Regions from separate parts of the Gossypium hirsutum genome. Here region 2 is linked to region 1. Evidence: chromatin contacts called from public Hi-C data. All regions are on one chromosome and are shown on one strand. Each heading gives the region's core, a stretch centred on a gene start, on an enhancer-like site or on the middle of the called end of the contact. The rest is flanking DNA. Distances are from core to core; before and after follow the strand shown. Region 1 holds the start of LOC107921033. Region 2 has its middle 25 kb from the start of LOC107921050.

What was found. A called contact is a pair of places that touch in the nucleus more often than the background predicts.
Region 2: a Hi-C map of leaf shows a contact between it and region 1, with 3 times the contacts expected there. The contact joins the enhancer-like site here to the promoter of LOC107921033 in region 1. A contact is called at or near these places in 6 of 34 Hi-C or Micro-C datasets (fibers and leaf).

The regions. Positions count from the first base shown.
Region 1 is chrD01:15,229,469-15,232,168 of Gossypium_hirsutum_v2.1, forward strand. It overlaps LOC107921033, which reads right to left and starts at 1,427. Exons shown (of 1, transcript XM_016850889.2): 1 at 65-1,427. The coding sequence starts at 865. The coding sequence ends at 233.
Region 2 is chrD01:15,343,586-15,346,285 of Gossypium_hirsutum_v2.1, forward strand. No RefSeq gene overlaps it. Among protein-coding and RNA genes, the nearest start is that of LOC107921050, 25 kb to the right of the region's middle. Within about 2 kb of position 1,301, at least 3 of the 9 cell types and tissues checked have an H3K27ac peak or open chromatin away from gene starts, as enhancers often do. A contact at or near this core is called in leaf, where this site is marked.

The DNA of each region.
Region 1 (2,700 bases), core at 177-2,676:
AAGTTGCGAATAAATGAAATATAAAGATGAAAAAGACCCACAAAAATTCATGTGAGAATGATGATTAATGGAATCTCCGGTTAACTCAATAAAAAAATGACACTCTCGATCTCAGTTTCTATACAGGACAGAGAAGTTTTGAATATAATAGATATATGTATGTATGTATAATATGTTACATTGGGGGCTCATGGAAAATTAACAACTTGAAAGGTGGATCCGGGTAGGTAGATTACAGAACGGAGCCTTCGTAAATAGTGGACAGCCTTAGCTTAAAAGAACGAACGGCCAATTTGGCTCGTCTGGATGTGTATCGCTGCAATTTTCTAAAAGAAGCAGATCTTGACATCCCAGCTGGCTGAGGTTGAGTCTGGGACTTGGTAAAGGACTTGGTGCTGCTGGGGGTTGGGGCTGATACGGTAGAAGCGCCAACAGGATCAACAACAGATTGAGCTACCACCATCACAGGGTTAATTCGGGCTTTCTTGCGCCGATTAGAATCGTTTCTAGAGTCATTCTGGATAGCAACGCTGGCTTTGACGGCCAAAGCGGCCATATCCTTGGAAGCCAATCGCTGCTGAAGCTTGGAAACGGGAAGCACGAAGTATATCTGATTGGGTTGCAGTTGATGGTCCGCATTCAAGGCCGGAACGTAATCGTCGTAAGATAAGCTATCCGAGTTGCAAAGGAAGATGGAGGAGGAAGAAGAAGAGGAGGAGGAGGAGGCTTCGGCGTGAAGAACCTGAGAGGCGCAGACCGGGGGATTATATTTATGAAGATCACCGTTGAGGGAAATAACATGAGCTGTTGGGCGAGACCCAGATTCTGAAAATTCAGGGATTTCGTAAGAGAAACAGGCACCCATGGCATGGATGGATGGATGGATGGATGGATTGTTAGAGAAGAATATATAGAAAAGTGAAAAGGAATTGGGAGGTTTGGAATTGCAGTTGTATTTGAGGAGGAGAAATGGTTTGTTATTATTATGGTTAATTAACAAATAAATAAGAGGAGATGAATGAAGAATGTGGAAAGGGGGGTTTAATAAAGAGTGACGCGAGCCACGGCGTCACGCGGGGAACATGAAATACCGTTGGCATTGCAAGTCAAAGGGGATGCTGTTGTTGTACTTTTCAAAGAGATAGAGATGGGGACAGCTGATTCATACCTACTTTTTCATCCAATTTGATTTTGACGTTTGACATTGCCAACCCTTAATAAAACCCCTTCCCTTTTTAACTCAGCAGTGACGCGTTGCGTAGGAAGGAAGCTATTACTTGAGTTACACTCTCACACCTCCGCCACTTACAAAGCGCAGCCGTTATTTGCTGCTTATTAAAAGCCAGGCCGAGTGATGCTTCTTTTTTAATTTCATTTTCCATTTTTGTTTAATTGATATATGTTCCACGTACCAGTTTATTCGTTGTCATGGAGAGAAATGATCTTTTATGTTTTCACACAAATTTTAAATTATTTGTTTTATATTAAAAAATCAATCATTAATATTTTATATCATATAATAAAGTTATTATATCGATTAAAATATTTATATGCTTGATAAATATAAATATTTTGATAAATTTAACTGTTGAATTATTCGTATGAAAACTTATGAAAAAATGTAAATTTATTTTAGTTTTATATTGATGTAAGTGAATATCCCTTTATTTAATGGTATAACTTGTTATATGATTAATGTAGTTATTTAAAGTTTTGTTTAAAGGTGCTTTAACCATGTGGCATGGTGGTTGCCCATCTCGTCCGTTAATCATGTATTTGAGAGGTTTGATCTCTACTTATGAGAATGAAACATGCTTCATGACTAGCCAAATACTTTTCTGAAAAGCATCTATGACAAGTGGTGGAGCCAAGGGGACTGGTAGGGGACCCGACTCCTTAAAATAGAAAGTTTTTCATTTAAGCTTTTTATAATTTATAAAATTTTAAATCAATAATGGTAAAATTATACTTTGTCCCCCCAAAATAATAAAAATTTGACTTAATCCTTTAAAAATTATAAAAATATAGACAATTAAAATAGTGAAATTACATTTCTACTATCGTAAAAATATATAATTTAATTATGACACTCCTAAAAAAAATTTCTGACTCTGCCACTATTCGTGATAAAAGAGTTAGTCATTGTTACCGATCATGATATCCTAAAATCAACAAAAAAAAAAAAGAGAATCGATTATACATAGTAGTAAAGCAATTTAAAAGAATTTGATGTTATTTTCAAAACTTGTTTTCTAAATTTGTTTTATTTGATTTTTAATTACATAAATTAGTTTATCTTTTATCTTTGGTGCACTTTTTTTATTTAATATGTTTGAATTTTTCTTTTATAAATATAAAGCATGTCAAAGTTAAAATGTTTGTATAATTATATTAATAGCGGTGATAAAAGTCAAAGGTAATTAATATTTGTAGTGCTCAAAGTCGTAGATGGTTTGGAAAGTCTATTTTTTCTGTGAATATGATAGAAGGGATTATATAAAAAGGTTTGGAGTCGAACATGGCCCCGCTTAATGGGTACCTTATTGGATAAGAATAGAGGTAGGTTCTTAAAAAAAAAAATTAGGTTTTCATTGATTGACTTCAATGATATTTAAAATAAAAATAATGTACGATTAGTTAGTAAGATAGAGTATTGTAATAGTAAGATTAAAATCAAGCTAAATTTTAATGCAGTTGTAA
Region 2 (2,700 bases), core at 51-2,550, 110 kb after region 1:
TGAACATCAATAACAGTGGTCGGTGCAACATTTTCCATCAACAATGGTGGTTTTAGGTATGATAGAATTATTGGAGATCTAGGTTTGGAAAAAAATTAAGTTTAGAAGAGAAGGATTTCTAAACGTGATATTTCTTTTCTCTTCTTTTCTATTTTATTAAGTAAAAGGAAATTAGTTTGTATTTATTTTAATTTTGGCAATTTAAAAAAATATTTGGACTTTTTTGTTTTTGTTTAGAAGAGAAGTATTTTTGTTTTTGGTCAAAAGTCAATGATCTCCCATGTGGTACTTTTTTATTGGTCAACGTGCCATGTCAGCACAAATTTTAATGGTATTGAAAAATGAAATTAAACTTGGGATACTAAATTGGAGATTTCAAAAGTATAAATGCCACATTGAAAATTTTGTTAAGTACAAAGGTTTTTTTTTTGCTATTATCCCTATTATAAATGATAATTATATTTAATTTTTGTCTTCTCTTTTACTTATTGTTTCCTTTTTAATAATTTTCTATGGAAATACATGCCAACTATTAAAATTTTAATTATATGTATTAATTTTAAGATGAATTGTTTTTTTATTATAATCCAAATCTTTTCTATTATAACTTTCTAAACAATAGTAATTAATTAATTTTACATAAAACAATTTAATAAATTCACCTTTAAGGTCAATATATAAATTTAAAACACTTAATTAAAACTAAAAAATAATAAATAAAATAGAAAACATATATATAATAAAACATGTATAATTATCTTTTATTTAACCGAATAAATTTTGAGAGATTTTATAAGATTTTCTTCAAACTTGATAAAATAAGTAAACATTCTTGAAACAATAAGAGGTGATTATATTTTACATCAAGGGTATTTTTGTTTCATTAAAAATTATTTTCGGAAAATGATATTTGAAAAATAATTTTTTCCCTGGAAAAGTTAATATTTTTTTGTGTTAGATGAATCTGTATAAAATATTTTCTGGTGTTTAATAAACACAAAAAATATAGAAATTATTTTCTATAAAATCTTAAATTAATAAGAATCGAAAATAATTTATTCTAAATATAATAAATTTTTAACAGAGAAATGATTACCACCACTCATGAGCATAGCATTCCGATGATGGTAAAATCTAGAGTTGTAACTTAACACAATATGAAAAAACTAGAGTTGTAAAATCTCGACCACAAGTCGGTGGTAGTCTACGAAAGAATAGTTGTGGTAAAGGGTAAAGACTTAAAAGGGTAACGGGTCTGGCCCAATCCTCCGTCCGATAAAGATTGAAGGCCTAATCCAAACTAATATGTATCTAACCTTTTATTTTGAGAATCAGCTGCATACTGAGATACTAGTAGTAGTACTACCCAATCTAATCACCTTTGTCCATTCCTTTTTGTGGCCTTATAAGGGGAGGGAAAGGAAGTTAGATACTTTTCCGTAAACTCATTAAATTATTAGTAAATTTGTATTTTCGTCACTCAATATTATAAAGCTATAAAATAATCATTGAATTATTTAAAATATTTTATTAAAATCACTAAATTATTCAAAAATATTTATTTAAAGCATTGCCACTATATTTAGGTTAATAGATAAAAATGAAAAGAATGAAAAAGCTAAAGAAATTATATATATGTATTTTATTTAGAGATAAGATAATATTTAGTCCCTATTTTTTTTGGTCCATATTAGTATTGAAATTTGATTACTTTTCTACTTTGATTTTTAAACTTGCGTTACGTTAAGGTACTCACATCATCACTTGAAGTTTTTAAAAACTCTACTTAATTTCTCTTTTTGTTATTTTTGAGATTTTATATAATTCTTTTAAAAATTTTCAAGTGATAACATAGAATAGTCCCAAGGTGCTAGATCATCATACTTGAACGGAATTCAAGTTCATGGACCAAACTGGGAATAATTGCCAAGTTCAAAGAGACCAAATTGAAAAATAAAAGGGTGCCAAATTAAAGGACTAAGGGCTAGTTTAACGTTACTTTGGAAAAGTACTTTTAAAAAGTGTTGTGGAAAAGTATTTTTTTGAAAATTACTTTTGAAAAGTTTGGTTTAAGATTTAAATGTTTGGTATTGCTATCAAAAAGTACTTTTCAGAAATAAAATGTCCATTTTAGACATGATATTATAAAATAATAAATATGCATTTAAATAATGTTAAAATTAGTTAATATTATGATTTTTAGCAAGAATATAAAAAATAATTTTATATAACTTGTTGTTAATATTTTAATATATGAAATATAAATTTTAAATACTTTTAAGCAATTAATATTAATTATTTATTAAATTTAATTAGAAACTATATTTTAGATATTTAAATATAACTGTTAAATATTTGTAATTAGATATTAACACATTTGTATTATTTTAAGAATCTTTTTTATTTTTAATTAATGATTTTATTTTAAAACATAATTTGAATATATAACCCATATTAGATATTAATATAATATAGAAAACATAAATCTAACAAGTTAAAATATTACATGTATTTGGATTAAAATTTCAAAAAGGGGTAATATTTATATATTAAAAATTTTACATTAGCATTTGCAATTTAAAGTGAATGAAAAATGAGACAATAAAAATGAAGGGATGAAAAAGTAATAATGCTTTCAGAAGTGTTTTTGGCTCAATAACAGCTAAAAATTTTAGCTTCTGAGTAAAAATGCTTCTGAGT